7 separate regions of the Mus musculus genome follow, and regions 1, 2, 3, 4, 5 and 7 are each linked to region 6. The links are chromatin contacts, called in public HiChIP or PLAC-seq and promoter capture Hi-C maps. All regions are on one chromosome and are shown on one strand. Each heading gives the region's core, a stretch centred on a gene start, on an enhancer-like site or on the middle of the called end of the contact. The rest is flanking DNA. Distances are from core to core; before and after follow the strand shown.

Region 1 (3,082 bases), core at 345-2,844, 2.5 Mb before region 6:
TGTATTTTAAAAAGGGGGGAGAGTACTTGATGGAGCAAGGTGGGGTGCAGGAAGAGGAGAGGGCAGCTGTCATTTGTTTTCTGGGGGTGGAACCTCGAGGATGGAGAGCAGCCCCAGCACTGGTAGCAACCCAACCAAGGCCTAAGAGCTAGGGGACAAGAACTCTCCCAACTTTGGGGGTAGGGGAGGGAAGCATTCGACCTTTCAGGTAAGTAGGAGGTGTGTGAGAAATGCCCAGGGCTTGCAAAAGCCTCTGGGGTTCCACACCCCCTCCTCAACTGCCAGTCAGTTCCCAGTAAGAAGTCAAGACCTCAGGCGTGTCTTTGTGGGATTCCCCAACCCTTATCAGTGGCCCTTGCCTTCTTCCCACTGCCAACCACCAACCAGCCACCCCTACCCCTCCAGACCCAGCCGAGTGCGCGCAGGTGCCCACTCACTGGCCAGGTGAAGCCGAAGGGGAATCGGATGGGGTTGCTGAAGGCGGGGTCGATGCCTGCGCCATCAGGCAGGCTGAAGGAGTCGACACCCAGCACTGGCGTGACAGCACTGCCGTAGGTGCAGGGTGGCTCCGGTGACACGCTGGCCTGGTAGTGCTTGAGGCATACGCGAAAGAAGGTCCTGCAGGCGCAAGGCGGGCCAGAGCCCCCGCGGCAGCAGTTGCGGTTCCCCAGCAGCCCCTTCTTGTTGACGAACTCCTGCAGCTTCAGCTCAAATACGCCGGAGCTCCAGACCTGCGCGGGGAAGGGGCGTGAGGTCGCGCCGGCGGCGGAGGGACCCGGGGGCGCGCGGGCCCTTGCTAGGACGCAGAGGCCGAGCGCACCTCAGCGCCCATCCGGAGCTGCCCGCTGCCGGGCAGCTCTCGGGGTCGTCGCTGCCGGAGTCACTTGGGGATGGACAGCTGATCGGCTGGTCCGACTCCCCTCCCTCCACCGCGCAGCAGCCCCGCCCGGCCCCCTACCTGGCACAGCAGGGCAGAGACCACGGCAAGGGCTAGCGCGCTCCGACGGCCCATGGTACCGCTGGACGCCCTTGCTCTCCTAGAGTATCCTCTTTTCTTTCTTCTTCAAAGACCCAGGGATGCCAGGAAAGTCTATATGACCCGAGGAGTACTGGCGGAAAGGCGTCTCTCGGCTCCAGGTGTGCTATCAGGGCCAGGTCGCTTCAGGAGGGTGCGGTGCCTTCAGCTAGGTCCCCGGCAAGAGCTCTACGAGGCACTGAGAAAGGACAACTTTCGGTTTCCTCTTCGTCTGGCTTTCAGTCCACGGAGAGGTGAGTGTCTCCTGCTTTCTGGTTTTGTCTTAAGCTTCTTCGCGGAGGGAAAGAGGAGAAAGGAGATAAGACACAGAGGGAAGAGAGCCCAGATGTTCAGCTTAATTCCCAAGAGAGCTTGCAGTGGCTTCCTTCGCAGGCCTATTAGGAAGCGGCGGTCTGGAAATCCCACCGGTGAGGCGATAATCCGGGGCCCCGAGGGGCGCGGTGGGAACGGTGGTGGCAAGGACTGCGGCGCGCGCCCTGGTTTCCCGGCCCGGCGTCACTCGGCAGCCGCTGCCGCTCCCAGAGTGTTCTAGACCGGTATCTCTTGCACTATCGCCAAGCCTCGCGTCTTCCTCAAGAATTCAGCCAATGCCATGCGAGAACACACACCGAGGACCGGAGGCCGAAGCGTGGGAGGCTCCGTGCCGCACCGGTGCTCTCCCGTGACCTGCCCTGGTCAGACAGGGTAACCGCGGGTGCACGCCGGAGGATCTGGCCCGGGCTGGCGCCTGCCACCCTTAAATCCTGCCGGCCGCTCGCATAACTAATGAGATGCAAATGAGCAGCCCCCCAATCTGGCGAGAGCTGTCACAAAGGAGCCACTTTTCCAAACCCTCCTCTCAATGGATCGCCAAATGGTCAGTGAGCTGTAAAATGTGCAACCCTCCTCCCCGCCCCCCACCTCCCCGCCCCCTAGTCCTCTCTGCCTCCGCCCTCGCCCCTTCGCCTCCCTCCCCCAGCGCAAAACCCGCTCATTTACATTCCTGCAAAACGTTCCCGGAGACGAACCGCTCTGCTCCCGGAGCTGGAGCTGAGGCCGCGTCGCCCACCGCCCCACCGCCACAGGCCCGAAGACCCTAGGCACGCTGGGCGGCCTGAGCCTCCCACTCGCGGTCACCGCTAGACTCGCTCGCAGGACGCGGCCTCCGGACCTTGGCGTTTCCAACACTAGCCGCCTAGGCTCTCCTCGTTTGTTCAGTCCTAGGGACTGAGGAACCGGGGAGAGGTTAGAGGCCCGCGTCCCTGCTGCTGCCCCTCCTCCCTGGCAGCCTCTTTCTAAGGAGGAGTCTCCCGGAGGGGGCGGGGGCGGGGTGCCCGGTAGGAAAGGGACCCTTGAAGAGGTGGGCAAAGGGTGGCAAGAGCACCCCGGCAGTTTGGGAAGTTTGGGGAGGTTAGGCACGCTTATACCTCTGGTGAAGCCTGGCGATTGAGCCTCGGAGAGTGCCGATGGGCTAGCGATCCGGGCCGGACACCCCCAGACACCGCAGTGTCCCGGAGCGCTGCTGTCTCCGTGTTGTCCACGATCACTGGAAATGGGGAATTGGGGTCCGGATAGTGTATTCCCTGAGCCAGCAGAGCCAAAAGCTAAGCTTACCCCTTTCCCGGTGTACACACCCTCTCCCGGGAGATTTTCAACCAACACCACCTTCACTGGTGTCCGGTCCCACTCTCCTGGGTATTCCCCTCAGGCCTCCCTCTGCTTGGTAAAAAGTGAGTTTGGTGTGTGTCGTTCGCGTGGCTGTCATTAAGGCAGTCTGTTATTGTGCGAGGCTGAATCAGTGGCTCTTTGTGCGCTCAGCTGTATGGTAATGCAGACAGCACCTGCTCTCTGCACAATGCGGAGAGAAAGAGCTCCCCTCCGCGCACGCCGCGGCCTCTGCGACAATGTCCGGCACATGTTTGAAAGACTCCCCCCACCTCACCCCCCAACACATAACCTTTACACAACCGTCACCTTATTAGGTTTTTACACATCCATCAGACACTAGAACTTTTGTTTTCTTTTTTTTCTTTTTTTTTTTTTAAGGGAAATGAGTTTATTGGGAGG
Region 2 (2,717 bases), core at 25-2,524, 2.3 Mb before region 6:
CTTGAAATTAACACATCTTACAAAGTAAGTACTTAGTGTTCACGTGCAGCATTAAGCAGCATACTGGAAAAGCAAACTGAAACTGGACTCGGCTGAGAACGCTATGAATTTAAATCCGGTTCTAATTCACACCAGCTCTATAGCCTGGGCTGTTTAGATGCCAAGAGTCAAGAAGTAAAACTATGAAATTATTCACTTAACTGCTTGAAATTAAAACAAACAAACAAACAAACAAAAAAACCTACCTTGAGTCTTCCCCAATCTATAAGTAACTGAAAGGAGCCCACATAGTACATTCACAATTGCTCTTCAAAAGGTACAACCAAGACTAAAATCAACCTTTCACTATCTGTATGATCAACGCTCAACATTCATAAAGCCATATTTAACGTTTTTGCTTTTCTTTCTTGAGACAAAGATTCTCCGTGTAGCCCAGGCTGTCCTGGAACTTGCTCTGTAGACCAGACTGGCCACGAACTTAAGAGACCCACTTGCCTTTGCTAGCAGTAAAGGCGTGCTCCACCACCGCCTGGCTGGTTTTGCTTTTCTTAAACAAGCCCCCCCCCCGCCCCCCTTTTTTGGATAATTAGCTGTTTCAACTTCTAATTTGATGAAGAATACCCCTGTATTGTCAACGGTCCTAAATACAAAGGAAAAATATCTTCGAATAAAGCGGATAATTAAAATGCTAAAGTAATTTGAGAGTAAAAATAAACACACACAAGGGTCCGACTGCCTAAGGCTGTGGATGCAGCTCAGTAGACCTTGCCCAGCAGGCTACGTCTCAAGAGCAGAACAAAACAACCTTCACTTTCATCCCTGAAATTAAGTCTGGTTAATCATGTTAGTTTCCTCTTAAAACAACAAGTGATCAGGCGGCCCAGCGACAGAAACAGCTACTCGTCTAACAACCAAGACAAATCATAACTTCATGTTCGCCCGTTGGCTTTAGAAACGTGTTCAAGCCCTACCAAACAACAGGCCATAGGGCGGAAGATTGAGGTGGGAGCCCGGTTGCTGGAGCAAACGGCACCGAGGGCGTCCATGCACAACTGAGTGCTGGGCTGCAGGCTACATCCCTGCCATTCCCACACCCGCCCGTCGCGACCCCAGGCTCGACCCAGGTGAGGGCAGCAGGCCCAGGCTTTTACCCTCCGTTGAAGGCATAAGGCGAAAACCGCAGCTGCACAGGGCCGGCGGAGCCGTGAGGCCCCATTCCCAGCTCTCGTTCCACGTCTCGGTAAGCAGCAGTGGAAAGCATCGCGCCTAACTCCTGCTGTCTCACGGCAAAATGGCCGCCGGGACCGGTCCACTTCCGCCTCCCTCGCCCCGCCCCCCTAGGCTCCTCTAGCCTGCACTCGTCGTTGCTCTTGGAGGTCTACGCCTGCGTCCGGCTAGCGCACAACCTGGATCCGCCAATCCTGCCAACAGAGAAACCTGTTTTATAACCCTAAGAAAACGTTTGGATTTACTCATGGCGGATAGAAAATTAAAAGTCTGACCATACCAAAAAAATTAACCCAATTACAGAGCAACGACAACTCGGATGTCACATTGGCGAAGTGGCACAGCGTTTGAGACGGGTTAGTAGTTCATGCTGCATTCAAGGCCAATCAGGACGCATGTCAACTGTGTGGTGTACGCAGCCACGAGACCCAGGAAGCAATACCAGATTTCTTTAGCCAGAATATGATGGTTAATATTGTTAATTTCACAGAACTTAGCATCATGTAGGTAAAACCCATGGATGCGTCTATGCGGGTGTTTCAAGGTTTAATTGAGGAGCGAAGACCCAACTAAAATATAAGCGGCGCCACCTCATTGCCTGGATTTCCCGACTAAATAAAGAAGAAGCGAACTAACATTTATCTATTTATGTTTCTGGTCTGTGGATGCAATCCAGTTGGCATGCTTCCCCCTGGGTTGTATCTCCTCAAACAGTAAGACAACATAAAACCCGCTTCCCTTATATTGCCTCTTGACAAGCCTTTGTTAAGTTTTCTCAATTCCCCAGTCTTCTGAGGTTTCCTGTACTTTCAAGAGAAAATGTTTCCTTTAGGGGAAAATAGATACACAGTACTATTGTACTTATTAGAGTCTGTGTAAATAGACAACCTATACAACACCTACACACATAACACACAGATACTGTCCATCACACACACAGACACACACACAGAGAGAAAGAGAGAGAGAGAGAGCGCTAACCTTAACCTAAAGGAGCTCATTACCTCGTTGATAATGCAAAATACAAGGGAAAGGAAGTACGCAGAACAACACATGTATATGCCTTAGATGAACTTCAGAAGGAAAAAAAAATTAAGATATGTTGGAATCAATCAAGCATTATGAAGCAGCCTAAGAAACAGCTGACGTTTTCTTGTGGCAGCAAGGAAGAGAGCTGGTAGTGACCGAGCTAAAAATAGAAATGAATCTGTGACTACAAAGTCGCTTGTTTTGTTGTTCTTCCTTGAACGTAAGTTAACATCTACTGAGAACATGATGAGGAGCGTTTGCTTGACATTTTCCTTAGCCACCTCACAAATCTCAAAGGGGAGGAGCCAGTAAGCTTGCCAAGCAATCTCTGGAGTTCGAAGCCAGCCAGTTCTACAGAGTGAGTCCCAAGAAAGTCGGGGCTACACAGAGAAACTCTTTCTCACAAAAACAAATCATGGAAGACTGAGGATGTAGTTCAGTGGTAGAACGCTTGCTTGGGC
Region 3 (2,930 bases), core at 133-2,632, 2.3 Mb before region 6:
TGTAACGCTTTTTGCATGACCACGGTTAACTACTCTTAATAATACTACCTGTTAATAAAGCTGGTTGTACTAACCAGTACCCCAGAGCTCGTGTCTCTAGCTGCATATGTAGCAGAAGATGGCCTAGTCGGCCATTACTGGGAAGAGAGGCCCCTTGGTCTTGCAAACTTTATATGCCCCAGTACAGGGGAACACCAGGGCCAAGAATCAGGAGTGGGTGGGTAAGGGAGCAGGGCTGGGGGGGGGGGGGGGGGTATAGGGAACTTTCGGGATAGCATTTGAAATGTATATAAAGAAAATATCTAATAAAAAAATAAAGCTGGTTGTGTTTTAGATTAGCGAAGTGTTCATGTTACCAGTTCCTAAAACTTTTAAAGTATGTTTTCTAATTTCAAGTTTAACCAGAAACTGGAGTACCTCAGTTGACAGAGACGGTAAGGCTAAGTTGTCTTACCTGACTGTGTACAAGCCTGCTTGTGTCCCAGCCGCCAGTCTAATGTCTGATGCTCCTTGCTGCAGTAATGTGCCTGTTTGCACCTAGAGCATGTCATAGGGGCCAAGCAACCACAAACCCGACAGAGATGGGCTCCAGACTTGAGCTGGAGGCACACACATTCCGTACCCAAAGCTTCTGTTTCAGAAGGGGGCTCATAGGAGTAGAATGCGTTGTTCCTTGGTAGCTGATTACGAAAAACTGAAATGAAGAGGAGAAAGGGGTACGTGAGATTATCTTTCCGTGAAACAAAATAATTGAAACATTTGAACCGTTTTCGGTGCTTCACCTCATAAAACCTCATTTAAGGAAAACCTAAGGTTTTTGCTTTCGGGGTGGGGGGGCGGTTTTTATATGAAAGGGAATAAAAATAAAAGCTAAAGAGCTTTTAAACCCGGGAAGAGTTCCGTCTGACAAGAGAAATTGGCTTTAAGGAGTCCGTGCCCAGGATGAAAGGGACACGATTCTAAGACAATTCCGGTACCTGAATACAACCACTCGCGCCAACCGATCGTCCTACGTCCAGGGTTCAGCCCCCGTGGCAACCCTCGCCCGGGTCCTGTCCCGGCGGCCGCTCACCTCGCAGGCCGGCGCAGCACGGCGGCTCGCGACAGCAGAAGAGAAAGAGGCTGCGGTGGAAGGCGTCGTCCCGGCCCGGCAGCGGTGCGTACACCTGCAGCAGGAAGGCGAGCGGGCGGCCGCAGCGCGCACACGCCAGCGCCCCGGGCCCCGGCAGCTCCGCCAAGCCCAACCACGCGGGCCGCCCGCCCACTTTGCTGGGAAACTGCTCGCTGCGCAGCCTCCAGGCCGGTGCCTCCTCGGCGAAGCCCAACTCCACAGGACCAGGGGCGGCTGCAGCCATGCTCGCAGCAGGACTCTGCCACCAGGCCGGAAGAGGGCGGTCACGTGTTAGGCCGGAAGGCGGGAGGCGGGGTCAGATCTCGAGCTGGGACCGGACTGGAGGTAACCCTATAGGCAGGAAGCAAAAGTGAATAAAGGACGCTGGTGAGCAAGACTACCTCCATCGAACTGTCACTGTTTCTGGGGATCCGAAGGCCGGAAGCTCTTCAGACCTCTGAGATTAGGGTGTCGGTTGTAGATCCTCAGGTTGGAGTGAGGGAAGTGGGGGCATTCTCAGCACTCGGGGACAAAAGACAAACTTTAATTAGTTCGCAGCTGTAGCCTTTCGCTATTGGGTAAGAGACTCAGCCCGGATCAGAAACATTTCATGGTTTATGCCGTTAGATATTGTCATAATCTTTGTGATTATCTTAGAGTGGTCTTTTAAAATCTCTGCTTCAAAAGAGGTTTTTCCCGGAGCTGAGCAAGTTTTACAGAAGCTGAATTTTCAGATTTTTATTATGACAGTTTCTCTAGCAAATGGAACTTGCTAAGTGGATATTGGTGGTGGTCACTTCTTAAGGGAGAACAAATGCGTGCTTCCTTTGGAAGAGAAAGGGGCAAGTAGGCTTCCCAAAGCAGAAGTTAGCAGTTTAGGTTATTCTGTTATCTCAGAACAGAGAGTTTCTTATTCTCTTATCTTAGTTTTATGAAACTGAATACATCCTAAGTAATGTCGCCAATCATAATTAATGTTGAAGTTTGCTATTTTTATCTTCTCTTTCAAAGGGAGGCTCTGTTCTCCTGTGGAAGAATTGAGGTTGGGGGCGAACCCACACAGACCCTTGAAACCTGTCCTCATGCAGTTAAAGGATGTTCAAAACTGGGGTGGAGGAGAAAGATGACCGGATACAGTTGAGGAGGAGCACTCGAAACAAACGTAAATCATAGCGCTCTGCTTCACACAGTTGGGTGCTCCCATACTCGCTGCCCTGTGTGTTGGATTTAGACAGGAAGCAAGATGTAAAGACAAAACAACAGTGGGTTTTTTGGCTAGTGTAAACAAGAATTCCTGGAAAGGAGCTGTCTACAAAGTCTGGTTAACTAATAAAACTTTTTGACTTTGAAGAGTTTAGAATCTTTAGAAATGGTACTATTTCTCTTGGGTTGTCTTTAGCCCCTTAAAGATACCTTAGTGGCCGCTTTTGTGTCAGACCTAACACCTTGATAAACAGATAAAGACTATTGGACTGTATTAACAAAATGCTATTCTCCACCAATCAAAAGGCTAACAATGCTATCAGATGGTGTCTCAGGTCTGTACTGAGATTCCTCTGTAACTACTTAATGTTTCCACAAATGCATTCATTGTTAAAATACCTTGATTTCAAATTTCCTTTTTGTTCTGTTACTATAAAAACTCCATGAAAGTGCTTCCACACTGGAACATATAGTACTTGGGAAGACATGAATATATGTTCCCGGGCTACGATCATTCAAATTTGGCTCCGAATGAACTTTTAACTCCCTTTGAGGTGAGAGCTGTAGTTTTTGCGTCAATATTCGTAATGGAACTGAATGAAGTGGGTTCCCATCT
Region 4 (2,906 bases), core at 32-2,531, 2.9 Mb before region 6:
TTAATAGGCTTAAACTCCTATTTTTTTTTTAAATCAAGGTACTATAGCTCCTAACACTACTACTCTTACTATAAATTTCAATAAAGGCCCACGGAAGGGAATGAAAAGGCAGCACAGGCTAGCATGCCAAGTCAGCATGGCACTGCGGGCTGCCAGAGAATCTTACTGAGCACTGCCCTCCACCAGCTGTGTGCTGCAAGCTTCTCCCCAGTCCTAAAGCCTAGGTGGCTGATGCAAGGATGCAGTGAAGTGATCACATAAGAGCCAGGTAGCACATAGCTGTCTGATATATGTTAACGTTGTGATTAGCAGTGACTTTATATTTCATTATGTCTCCAGCACCTAGGAATTTACTAAAATTACTTTCCAAATTAAAAAAGAACATAGAAATCATTCCCCTTTTCACTCTTCAAGAATGAAATCAAGTAGACTTAATATTCCCTTTTAAAGCTAACAATCAAGAAGTTGAAAGATAATTAAATTTCTTAGTATGTTTTTCACTGTATTCATGGTCCATACTGGCTTGACACCGTTAATTTTAAGCACTATTTTATTAATTTGTGGACATTTTAAGGATTTCTGTATGTCAATACTTTTACTTAAAAACAATGATCCTCTCGAAAAGAAACAATAACGGAAGTTGACACAGAGTTTACCAGCTCACAACTGTAGGAATCCTAAGGGCTACGTTCCAGGTAAGGCCCTCCCCTCCGCACCATCCTCGGTCAGGACAGGGAGCCAGCAGCCCCCTGCGAGCAGTCAGAGACCCCACCAGGGAGGACCGGCACGTGGCGGGGGCCACCTCGGCTGGCCGGGTCTGTGGGTGTGAAACCACGTTCTGCCAACTCGGGACCCCGAGCGCACGTCCCGCTCAGCGTCTCCCCGACTGAGATCCCCAAGGCCGCCAACTTTTCCGACTTTCCCAGGCTGGGGGCGCTTCGTCTCAAGCACTCTTCCCGAGTCCCCCGGTCCCAGCTATTCCCGGACAACTTCCCACCCCGCCGCGCAGGTCTCCCCGACGTCCGCGCCCACTGTCCGCCGCACTTGTTGCTCCAGGACCCGCCGCCCGGTCTCCTCTTCTCTCCCGAGCCCGGCCTGGGCCGCTGCCCCTTGGGCAGCGCGCTCCGCTCACCTTTGGGGACTGCGCTCCGGGGGAGGCCGGGTCGCTGTCGCACCGCCCCGGGGACAGCGCCGCCCCGGGCCCGGCCGCTGCCATCAGCCCAAGCGCCCCGCGCCTCCGTCGTCGTCGCCGCCTTCGCCTAGTCCCAGCGGCCGCCGCCGCCGCCGCTGCCGCCGCTGTCGCGCGGGCCGCCCGGCGCCCCGGCCCCGCCCCCTCCGCCCGCCCGCCCGGGGGCCGGCCCCTGCCGCCGCGCGCCCCGCGGCCCGCCAGCGCCACCGCCATGGCCGCCAGCGCGCTGCCGGCCGGGACCCGCACGCCGCTCACGTCAGCCGGCCGCAGCTGCGCGGCTCCGCCGGCCTCGGCCGGGGCCTTGCCGCCTTGCCGCCTTCACCCGGCGCGCCGCGCCCGGCCTGAGCTCCGCTGGCCAGCCACCGCCTCGGTCCCGGCCCCACCCGGGTTCCTGGCCGCCTGGCGAGCTCGCTGCCGCCCCTTCCCTGCGCCCCCGGCCCGGCCCTCCGCGTCAGCCGCGGCTCCGCGCCGCCCCGCCCCGCCGCGGTCCCGCCCCCTCCCCTCCTCCGCTGCGCGTCAGCCGGGGGTCCTCAGTCGGCGGTGCCTGCCTTGTCCCCACCTGGGTCCCTAGCCCCTCCCCTCAAAGATGTGTCTTCACCACGCTTGTTCTCCAATCCCTCCCCCGTACCCAGCTCCTCCCCTCAGCCCGGGGTCGCCACCACGCCGCCGTGTCCTCCCCACTCCCGATCATCAGCACCTTAGCTGAGGGTCCCTACCGCGCGGTATCCTCCCACCAACCCCACCCCTACCGGTCCCCAGCCCCTCCTCTCAGCCCGGGGTCTCCACAGCCGCGGCGACCTCCCCTTCTCCACCAGGGTCCTCGCTCCCTTCTGTAAATGAAGGATTAGTGTCCTCAGCCCACTTCCTCCTCTCTCGCAGCCCTTAGGGTCAACCACCCCAGGAGCTCCGCCTCCTCCCTCTTTGAGATCCCCTTCTCCTGAGTCCTTTCTGACTTCTCCACCCCACCTCTCCATCTTCACTCCACACACCCCAGGATCCCCAAGGCGCTCTTGGCTCATTTGTTCTACAACTGCTTCTCCTGTGACCTTGGCGTAGTGGCCCCCATGGCCACGGGAAAAGTCACAGCAGCACTCAGGTTGAACGGAACCCAGTCAGGCAAGGAGAACATAGGGAAGGTTCCCAAAATCATATGACAGAGTCAGCACAGTCACCTGCAGGACACAGGATTGGGAATTCCTGGAAATGGAAGCCAATTGTCCAATGGTGTTTGGACAGGATTTATATTGATGTTAGTGCTTAGACTTCGCCACAGGAAAGGCCGTACCCCACCCTTTGAAAAGAGCACCAGGAAGACAACAGGTCCAATGGACAAAGGCAAGGGGCAGAGAGGCAGGCCTACATCCCCCACCCCCCATCCCCTCCACTCCCCACAACACTTCCAAGAATGTAGGGGACCAAACCAGAAAAGGTGGTGGTGATCTAGCTCTTGGATTTTAGAATTCGAGTTCCCTTTCACAGCCACAGCTTCTAGCTCCAGAAAGTAAGCCCAGCACTTCTCTCCTCCTTTGAAATATATATAGTGTATCCACATGAAGTATAGAGCCGACAAATAATGTAGAGGTGAAGGGAGTGCCTGCCATAGAGCAGGATGTCTGCAGCTTCAAGATAAAGTGATACACAAATATATATAACTGAACTTAAGGGCATCGTAGGTGGGAAAGAGCATACTTGCAATTAAAAAACAAAAAGATTTTAA
Region 5 (3,064 bases), core at 233-2,732, 2.3 Mb before region 6:
GCCTGGGTTTGGATTTTCTTTTTACTTCATTGCTGGCCTTGTCATTTTTGTTCTGTGAATCAACATGTTGTTCCTGAAGCTGATCTGAACAGGGATCTCCTGGTTTAGGATTTATTCTTGCAGATGTTCCTGGGAAGATTTCAGTGCGATGATTCCATTCCATATGTTGAGTGAGGAATTTCTGACTTGAGAAGGCCAAAGAGCACAAAAGACAAGGATGAATTTCTGTCCTTAGTTCTGTGGAAAGATAAAGTTTTTGATGAGACTGAATATAATAAATTGCTTAGGCATCTGATTTTCTATGTGGTCAGGCCTACCCCATTACTTAGTCTTCATGAGTTAAGGCACACCCAGCTAGGTTTGATGGTTCAAAGACAATCTGGTCAATGAGGTAGGATTCTATAGCCAACACAAGTTGTCTGTCTCCTATCAAGTGCAGTGAGTGCATTCCATCATCCTTTGGGTTTTTTTTTTTTTTTGTCATTTTTGTTTGTTTGGGGTTTTTGTTGTTGTTGTTTTGTTTTTTTTGAGACAGGGTTTCTCTGTGTATTCCTGGCCATGCTAGAATTTGCTTTGTAGACTAGAGTGGCCTTGAACTCACAGAGATTCTCCTGCCTCTGCCTCCTGAGTGCTAGAATTAAAGGTGTGCACCACCTTTATTTTAATTTTTTTATTCTGTTATTTTATTGGATTTTTCTTTATTTACATTTCAAATATTTTTATTCTGTTTTTATTTTAACTACATGTCCTCCAAGTAGGATCAGAAGCAACCTTATTCTTGGTGTAAACTGCAACGGCAAGCAAGCCCTACAAACTATAAGCATCTTTTTGGTTTTTATATCCTACCTTACCCAACAACCCTACCTCACCCAGTTCCACTTAGTCAGGTGTCTGGTCACCTTTCCCTATGCACTCTCTGCACCTATTTCATACTATGGAGACATAACAACACTTCCTTAGGTGGAATTTCCCTTACTGGATTTTCCTAAAAAAGGAAAATTAAATGTAATTGGAGCCCATCCAGCTAGAAGATCAACAACTATGAGTACCTGGGTAGAGTTGTTGATAAAAGCAGCATATGAGTTTGAAATTGTCTTCTCATTCTAAGACATAGTCAGTTGGGGGTTCTCCTTTAGGTTAAAGAAGACAGGATGTTCTGGGTCCTGCTGACTAAAAGTGTGCTCCTGCTGCCACACCTTGGCTATAAAGTACCTTTCTCAATGATCCACAAATTGTAAAATGAAAGTTAATTTTCTCCTCATACCAAGTACTCATGCTTATTTCATTTACATTTAGCCCATTTCAAATATAACAAAAACCCTGTTTCAAAACACATCTTACTCAGATGTCTTCTCTCTGTGGCCCACTAGTCCTTTGCATGCAATCCTTTCCCCCTGGAAACTGAAGCAATCTCTGAGGTGGTTGCACACTGCACTATATTTTTGAAAATTCGCCAAAGCATCATTGTAGAACAAAGAACTGAAACCCCGCTATGCCTCACTCTCACTCTCCTGGGACCTTCACAGGCTCTACATTAACAGGCTCACATGCATTTCTCTGGCATCTGCTTCCTTCCATGAAATGACTTCAACCTGTTCTCAAAAGTGCAGCCCTTTCATGCCTTGAGACAGTTACAACAGCTATCTCCTCTGAGACCATCTGCTTGCCCCTCCCAAATCTTCCTTCAATAGCCTTTATATTTACGTCTACTCCACGGGTCTCTAAACACTTTTCCTGACTCTGCATAGGTCTGTACAAGTATGCATGCTTCCCTAGTCCATGAGTCAGCTAAAGAGCAGGCATTTCAATATTTTTGTTTATTTTATATATTTTTTCTCTCCTGGCACAGAGCCACAATTTACCTGACATCTAACTGACATAGTGCCAGATGACATATTTATATTATTTACATATATGAAAGAAATTAAAAAGAAACCAAAAGGAAGGACCAGAATAAACTAATTCAGTAAAAAAGTTGATGGGTACGTGAAAACTTTTTTCTTGTTTTTTTTTTTTCTGGACTCTAACCTTATAGCACTTATATGTTGTTATATATTTTGTTCATAAAGTACTTGAAATAAATTTAGGGGTAGAGAGATGGTTCAGATGTTAAGAGTATTTGCTGTTCTTACAGAGTACCTGGGTTTGATTTTGGCACCTACATGGTAGCTCAAAACTATCTATAACTCCAGTTCCAGGAGATCCATCACTGTCTTCTGGCTTCAGCAGGCACTGCACGCATATATATATACATGCAAGCAAAAATTTATACATACAAAATAAATATAACAATCCTTTTAAAATTAGAATATTTAGCCGGGTGGTGGTGGCACATGCCTTTAATCTCAGCTCTTAGGAGGCAGAGGCAGGTGGATTTCTGAGTTCGAGGCCAGCCTGGTCTTCAAAGTGAGTTCCAGGACAGCCAGGGCTACACAGAGAAACCTGTCTCGAAAAACCAAAAAAAAAAAAAAAAAAAAGAAAAGAAAAAGAATATTTAAAAGCATAAAAATTTTATAACACTTTAAAGCACACAAAATGATCTTTAATTTCAGAAGTTCTCAAAAATTCACTGAATTTATATTGTATTTCACTTAGCTTAAGAATTGAAACACAAGATGTCTTGAGGGCTCTGAAACTCCACACAACGGTGTTCTACTGCCTGAGTGTACCCATCTGAGGTGATTCTTGCAGCCCAGGGTCTGCTTCAGGAAAAAGTCTCCTCCCGGTTCATGCAGGCCATGAAGCCGGCTACCTAGAGCTCCTAGGTACATATCCGCGCAGTACTTGCACTCCTGTAGAGGCTACTGCTCCTACTGCTCTAATATTCTGAAGGAGCCCGTGCATTTAGAAGGGTGTGGACATGTCTTCTGTAATGACTGTACAAGTGACTGTTTTGGAACAGGATGTGTTACACTCTAGCTTGGAACCTAGACTTCAAGATAAACGGGCAATTGGACAGTATGGCCCAGCTTTACAGTACGCGTCAAAACTTGATACATGATAATAAACTTTTAGATCCAAAAGATGACACCTCTGGACAATTTTATTTGGTTATGAAAAAAGG
Region 6 (2,918 bases), core at 62-2,561:
GGTTGAGAATGGTTTTGGAAAAGATAGGATTATTCCATGAGACCCATGAGGACTTCTGATACTCAGAAGGCCTTTAACTCAGGCCTGGGATATGAAACCTTTAGGGGTTACAGAAGGGGCTCAGATTGCCAAGACAAACGGGGATACATCCTTTCTGCAGTGCAGAAGTCAGGTCTCTAACCAGATTGTCTTCTCTAAGGGATGTGCCTGGTTGGACCCTGAGTCTGCCGGGGAGGGCTATGGGGTGGAGGAGAACTGTGAGGGTTAGGGACTGAGTCCCTGGGTCTGGACTGAGGAGAATTGAGTGCAAGGCGGCAGGGTCTGCTTCCCTGGATCTGTGGGAGGGAGGGCTGTGACCACTACCCCTTAGTCTAAGGGAGGAAGCTTTGGGACTGAGGGAGGAGGGCTGAGGTCTGGATCTCTGGCCTTGAAAGAGGGGGGCTGGGGCTTAGATTTTGGGGCTGGGACTGAATTCCTGGGTTCCTTGGGGAGGAGGGGGCCGGGGGCCCGGACTCCTGGGTCCTGGCACCCACCCGTAGAACCGACCTTGCGGGGCCTTCGCCGCACACAAGCTCGTGTCTGTGGGTCCGTGTCGGGGGCTCACCATCGCGGCTGGGACCTCCCCGGCCCTCCCCACCCTCCCTACTTCTGGTCTCCCATCAATCCATCTGTCAATCTGCCCACCTGCCGCGCCCCCCGGGCTGAGGTAGGAGGTTGTATAGTTGAGGAAGACACCCGAGGAGATCACTATACGGCCTCCTAGCTTTCCCCAGGCTGCGCCCTGCACTGGAAGGGGCCGGCGGGGACCCCAGGTCCACACCATTGCCCAAGAGTTCTTGATAGGAGCTGGGGTGTCTTCTCTGTTCACATTCTATCCTATCCCTTTTCTTTGCAGTCTCTATGCCATCTTGAGATTTTCGAATTTTCTGTCTCTGTCTCTTATGCCAATGTCTCTAGGGTTCTAGAAGCTTCTGTTTCTCTAGTGCTGTGAATGTATCTCTGTGACACTGGGTTTCTGAGCTTTTTGAGGCATCTCCTGGTTCCTTTCTATCTTCTGGGGCTTAGGGTATCTGTTTCTGTCTCGCTTCCCCGTTCCCACCTCTGGGGAAAAGGGTTTTTCTGGTCCACCATAGCTACACTGCCGGCCTCTGGGTCCCTGAGACCCTTTAACCTGTGAGGACGTCCAGGGTCACAGGTGAGGTTCTTGGGAGCCTGGCGCCTGGCCCAGCCACAAATTTAGGGATTTCAGGTGACCCCTGGCAACCTTCCTCTAGCTGGAGCCTGATGCTTGACCATCATTTGAAACTCAATCTCTGATCACAGGCTCCCCCTCCCCCACAATGACCTCACAAAGGTCACTATCTTCTCCTCAGACCCGGAGACCCTCTGTTATGGGTCTTATTTCCTTAGTAGGGAGCATTGTCCTGTTGTTCCTGCTGATCTTCAGGGCATCCACGTGGGCCTGTCTCTTCTGCTTCACTACCTATGAGGAACGCCTCCGTGTCTGCCAGCTGTTTGTGGGCAGAGAGGAAACCAAGATAAACCTGTGCAGAAATGAGCTTGAAGGGGCTTTTGAAGATCTCAAAGACATGAAAATCAGTGAGGAGCCCCTCCTTCCTGAACCAGGGCCCTGGGGAGGGGAAGGAGATTCCTTGAGCTACTCCAAGAAGAAAAGCCAAGTACAGGATCATGACATAGACACAGAGAAGAGAGACAGGTGGAAACAATGGAAGGAAACAGGTCCAGAGTGGGGTGGAGACAGACAAAACAGTGCCTCAGAGAGAGTCTAAAGACAGTAAGGGAAAGAGATGGAAAAGTAGAAGCATTGCTCAGAGAGAGGATATGGATTGGGAACACAGATGAGTGGGGAGATTAGAGACCTGGAGAGAGGGACAGAGAGCTAGGAATCAATCCAGAGAGATGAGAGACACACAGAGAGTAAGGTACATAGAGATAAGACAGGAACAGAGTCCCAAAGTGAGGGACATAGGTATAGATACAGAGAGTAGTTTCAGGAAGAATAGAGAGACAGTGATCTAGAGATAGGTGGGACAGAGACCAATGGGGTTGGAGTAAAGATGTAGATGAGGAAGCAGATCCAGGGTACCAGGTAACAGGCCTAGAGAGAGAGAGATTAGATGGATGGAGAGATACCAAGATTGAAGGTTTAGGTTAGGGTTAGGGAAACACACACACACACACACACACACACACACACACACACAGAGAGAGAGAGAGAGAGAGAGAGAGAGAGCTCTAGGTGGGGCACATAGAACAATAGACTGGGGCTATAGAATCTGGGATGATCACAGGGCTTGGAGATATTCAGCCATGAGTGGGACATAGAGAACACCATGGAACCAGGTTTGTGCCATGGTGTCTCATCTACCTTCAGACTATGATGAGAGGAGCTACCTGCATGATGAATTTACACAGATGACAGTTTCTCTTCAGGAGAAGGCTGCTAGACGACGGGGTGAGTGTTTTATGGGCATAAGTGGTGGGGAAAGTCATCTTGAGGAAGTGACCCTGGGAACCTGTCTGAGTTAGGTTATTTGTTGAGGAAACTCCAGAGATGAGGGGAGTCAAAGATGGCAAGGAACTGAGGGAAGTAAATAAGTCACAGGGAGTCTGAAGCTTTTGTGGGGTCAAGTACATGTGACCTATCTGGGATTCTCACTGTCAGGACTCTGAAGCCTGGATGTGTTCCTGCCTCTCAACCTGGGTTCCAACTACTCACCTGTAAGATAGTAAATTTCTTAGGCTCTCAGATTGAGTCATTCTTGTCATCTCTGAAGGTGGGACATTCTCATCTCCTAGGGTGAGACATTCTCTTTATCTCCCAGAGAGGTCGGAGCTCATTGGGAAGGAATGGTTCTTTTTTGAGATAGGTGTTATAGAAGATATGATCCCTTCAA
Region 7 (2,958 bases), core at 206-2,705, 2.4 Mb before region 6:
TAAGACTGAATGATATTGCTGCCACCCCTGAAGACCTGAGGCACTATAAGGGTGGTGGCAGTTGCAGGTTTAGTCTCACCTTTTGTGGAGACTTGAGACTTGTCAATCAAGTAGCTGCCCCTGAAGGTTCCTCAGCCTGTTGTCAGGGCAACTGTAATGATTACTGCTCTATTCTAGCTACCAATGTCCAGAGAAGACTTCACGGCAACTGTAGATGCCACAGAGACTTTGTTTCAGTCAGGGGAACCATTACAATCAACCACCACCCAGCAGTTTCATGGCCTTGGGAAACTGACCATGACACCTTGAGATGGCTCTTAGATCACCCTACTCAGTGACCCCAGCCCAATGGCAGTATACAGGAGAAAGTTTTTTGTTGTGGTTGTTTGCTTTGCTTTGTTTTTCTGCAAGTTGCCCCTGTGCTGCCAATAAAATTTACTCCAAGTGGTACTGATGCCTCCTTGTAGTCTTGATCCCGGGTAGGGTAGCTTGCGTCGGTTGCATAAAGAACAGGTACAGCACCCAACAGAAACCAATAGAGGGCTGTTGTAGAGGCCATGGAGTGCTAAGACTGTGAAGGACTACGGGAGTGTTGGGAAAGTATAGCATAGAGGAGAACAGAAACTGCAAAAGATAAAACACTACTGAATGCAAGCGCCAGCTGCTCTAAAGAGTCCCAGAAAGTCACCGAGTTGCTACCTCTGGCAGCTGAGGACGCATCCTGGAGCTGTAAAGCTAAAGGCAGAGAACCCCTCTACCATAAGGCTAGCACAAGCTGTGACTCAACAGCTAAAACTGTAATCTTGAGATCCAAATGTTTCCAGCACCCCAAGTTGGGGGCTACCGACACAAAGGATGCTTTAGCTTATTGGAGATTTCCATCCAAAATACTAGACAGCCTGAATGTAGCCCACAAGGATGGCCACTTCACCCAATAAAATGACCAGCATTATTGCCTATGACAACTCTGTAAGTGGACTCTCGGCCCTTGATGCTCCTTGTCCAAGCTGTGCCGCCTTTCAGTACTGGTACTCCTAAGGGGATTCAAGACCAAACCAGGATCCTCGCAGCTTCCCATACTCTGCGTGGTTGCAAGCTGTGGTCTGTGGCATTTAAAAGGGTTTCCAGTGACTATCCGCTGCAGCCTGTGTGCGTGCATTACCGGAGCAAGGCACCCAGTGCTAGTGCAGGCTGCCACTCAGCCTGAAGACTTAGCCTATGGGACAAACACACTTTTCCCAGTCCGGCTATCCAGCGGCGTGCAGGCGTCCTAGGCTATTCCCCGGTTGCTAGGCAACGGGTTAAAGCTTCCTTCTTCCTGGGTGCCACCCACTTCGCCTCCCGCTCTAGCGCTTGCGTACTACATCCCTTTCGTCTCTTCGTCCTTTACTTCCAGTTATATAAGCACAAGCTTCACTTTGTCTAACCAGACACTTCTCCGGGCGGAAGTTCAATAACGGAAGCGGAAGTGAGCACGCCGTAGACTGTGGGTCTGAAATCTGGTTGACGCAGTCTGCGGCCACTGCTGAGCTTTGGGTAGGCCAGGCTGGGGAATCGGCCCTGGATCTCTGCTGTCGCATCTCCCTACCCCAGACTCCTTCCAGCATCAAGTCCACTATCCTCGCCGTGGCCACGCCCCTCCGCATCCTGGCTTCTCTGCGTCCTGGCTGTTCCTCCCTGGGTGGAGGGGAGAGGCAGCCATCCACTTGCAGGTGGAGCGGGGTGGAGACTCTTCCTGAGCCCAGCTGCAGGACACTGAGGACCAGCGAGGTAGACTCTCAGACTCTGGTAGCGGCTGGGGAGGGAAGAACTGGTAACTGGAAACCAGGTTGGGAGGTTGTAGGACCTTAAGTGATGGAGAGGCGAAGGGGCTGGGCCTCAGCTGTGTTGAGTTCCTCTGGGGAGGGGACCATCCGTTTGATTTCGGCCTACATATGCTCTCAGATCTTTCCACCTTAGGGACTTGCTGTTACCCACGTCCAATGTCTCTCATCATTTTCCCTATCTCCCATCCATTAGAGGATAGCTCCTGACCTCGACTGACATTAGGTTAGTGTACGAACGCCTGGCTACTTTTTTCTTTACCTGTTTTTGAAAGGCACCAGCAACTGATGCGTTATTTCTCTTGCCCCCACCTTGACTATAGCACCTCCCAGTTTAAAAAAAATATCTGTTCAGCCAGTCTTCCAGACGTTTATATCTGTGAACACCTTTGGCCCCCCCCAAAAAACTTACGTGGAGAGCATTTGAAATCATTTATTTTCCACACTCAAAGACTCTACTCTTATCTCTGAACTGGAGTCTGGATATATTTATGGAACTGATAATGAAAAGTTCACGAATCCAAGCTTTGGCTTCGGAGTCCTTGATTTCAGTGTACTGTGAATACAACACCCCTCTGTTCATAATTATAGAGCCTTTACAACTTGCTATTTATCTTATGTTGCTGCTTTGCAAGTGTTCTTGTCCCAGTTTTCCCCTCCCCATTTCCACCATCTTCAAGGTGTGCTTGGTATTTGAAAGAAAGGCCTGGTCATTGGGTAGAGCATTGTAACTTCTGTGTTGCAGATACTAAACTAATTTCATTTACTTTCTGAGTTGACTCCACCTTGGTAAGAAGGATGCATTCCACATAATGCTATCAATTGTTGCTACAGAACTTAATACCAAGTATAAATAGTTTTAATTTTATTGTTAGGCATTATTTCTCTCCATCGCTCTCTCTGGCTATAATGGGAGTCTATAAACTGTGAATTGGTTCTTGATCTCACTTAATACATCCATCTGCCCCTGGTTTTATTCATTTATTTTTTCCAAATAAGCATTGATCCTAGCGTATGGGAGACATTTCAGGGTAGAAAAGCCCACCCTACTGCTTGGAATTCTCAGAGCTCTCAGGCTGTATTTTGAGCAGCCTACAAGGACGACTATGTTGTAGGAGTAGGAGTGAGCTATTTG

Evidence for each region. Promoter capture Hi-C pulls out the DNA fragments that hold promoters and counts their contacts. HiChIP or PLAC-seq counts read pairs in DNA pulled down with a chosen protein or histone mark. Capture Hi-C pulls out chosen DNA fragments and counts their contacts.
Region 1: a contact with region 6 is called in an H3K4me3 HiChIP or PLAC-seq map of embryonic forebrain, with 2.8 times the contacts expected there. The contact joins the promoter of Dll1 here to the promoter of Spaca6 in region 6. A contact is called at or near these places in 4 of 39 promoter capture datasets (cranial neural crest, hippocampal neurons, maxillary cranial neural crest and 1 more), 3 of 115 datasets of contacts at active chromatin or transcription factors (astrocytes, double positive thymocytes and embryonic forebrain) and 1 of 9 other capture datasets (pancreatic islet).
Region 2: a promoter capture Hi-C map of pre-B cells shows a contact between it and region 6. The contact joins the promoter of Psmb1 here to the promoter of Spaca6 in region 6. A contact is called at or near these places in 6 of 39 promoter capture datasets (the 3T3-L1 cell line, cranial neural crest, hippocampal neurons and 3 more), 1 of 115 datasets of contacts at active chromatin or transcription factors (astrocytes) and 1 of 9 other capture datasets (adipose tissue).
Region 3: a promoter capture Hi-C map of hippocampal neurons shows a contact between it and region 6, with 9 times the contacts expected there. The contact joins the promoter of Pdcd2 here to the promoter of Spaca6 in region 6. A contact is called at or near these places in 9 of 39 promoter capture datasets (the 3T3-L1 cell line, cranial neural crest, frontonasal cranial neural crest and 5 more), 2 of 115 datasets of contacts at active chromatin or transcription factors (astrocytes and embryonic forebrain) and 2 of 9 other capture datasets (adipose tissue and liver).
Region 4: a promoter capture Hi-C map of adipose tissue shows a contact between it and region 6, with 2.7 times the contacts expected there. The contact joins the promoter of Phf10 here to the promoter of Spaca6 in region 6. A contact is called at or near these places in 1 of 39 promoter capture datasets (liver), 1 of 115 datasets of contacts at active chromatin or transcription factors (astrocytes) and 3 of 9 other capture datasets (adipose tissue, liver and pancreatic islet).
Region 5: a promoter capture Hi-C map of pre-B cells shows a contact between it and region 6, with 2.8 times the contacts expected there. The contact joins the enhancer-like site here to the promoter of Spaca6 in region 6. A contact is called at or near these places in 7 of 39 promoter capture datasets (HPC-7-derived erythroid cells, cranial neural crest, hippocampal neurons and 4 more) and 2 of 9 other capture datasets (liver and pancreatic islet).
Region 7: a promoter capture Hi-C map of adipose tissue shows a contact between it and region 6, with 3 times the contacts expected there. The contact joins the promoter of Fam120b here to the promoter of Spaca6 in region 6. A contact is called at or near these places in 4 of 39 promoter capture datasets (cranial neural crest, hippocampal neurons, maxillary cranial neural crest and 1 more), 2 of 115 datasets of contacts at active chromatin or transcription factors (astrocytes and pro-B cells) and 2 of 9 other capture datasets (adipose tissue and pancreatic islet).

Annotation. Positions count from the first base shown.
Region 1 is chr17:15,374,229-15,377,310 of GRCm38.p6, forward strand. Dll1 (delta like canonical Notch ligand 1) reads right to left here and starts at 1,595. Exons shown (of 11, transcript NM_007865.3): 1 at 959-1,595; 2 at 438-731. The coding sequence starts at 1,012.
Region 2 is chr17:15,497,002-15,499,718 of GRCm38.p6, forward strand. It overlaps Psmb1 (proteasome (prosome, macropain) subunit, beta type 1), which reads right to left and starts at 1,275. Exons shown (of 6, transcript NM_011185.3): 1 at 1,152-1,275. The coding sequence starts at 1,261.
Region 3 is chr17:15,525,919-15,528,848 of GRCm38.p6, forward strand. Pdcd2 (programmed cell death 2) reads right to left here and starts at 1,383. Exons shown (of 6, transcript NM_008799.2): 1 at 1,073-1,383; 2 at 455-694. The coding sequence starts at 1,355.
Region 4 is chr17:14,959,979-14,962,884 of GRCm38.p6, forward strand. Phf10 (PHD finger protein 10) reads right to left here and starts at 1,282. Exons shown (of 12, transcript NM_024250.4): 1 at 1,133-1,282. The coding sequence starts at 1,216.
Region 5 is chr17:15,545,124-15,548,187 of GRCm38.p6, forward strand. Prdm9 (PR domain containing 9) reads right to left here. Exons shown (of 10, transcript NM_144809.3): 10 at 1-237. It also overlaps the pseudogene Gm18564. Among named protein-coding and RNA genes, the nearest start is that of Prdm9, 17 kb to the right of the region's middle. Within about 2 kb of position 1,483, at least 18 of the 459 cell types and tissues checked have an H3K27ac peak or open chromatin away from gene starts, as enhancers often do. A contact at or near this core is called in pre-B cells, where this site is marked.
Region 6 is chr17:17,829,664-17,832,581 of GRCm38.p6, forward strand. Spaca6 (sperm acrosome associated 6) reads left to right here and starts at 1,312. Exons shown (of 9, transcript NM_001162909.1): 1 at 1,312-1,599; 2 at 2,396-2,476. The coding sequence starts at 1,341. Mir99b (microRNA 99b) reads left to right here and starts at 525; the gene lies at 525-594. Mirlet7e (microRNA let7e) reads left to right here and starts at 689; the gene lies at 689-781. Mir125a (microRNA 125a) reads left to right here and starts at 1,149; the gene lies at 1,149-1,216.
Region 7 is chr17:15,394,791-15,397,748 of GRCm38.p6, forward strand. It overlaps Fam120b (family with sequence similarity 120, member B), which reads left to right and starts at 1,456. Exons shown (of 11, transcript NM_024203.3): 1 at 1,456-1,770.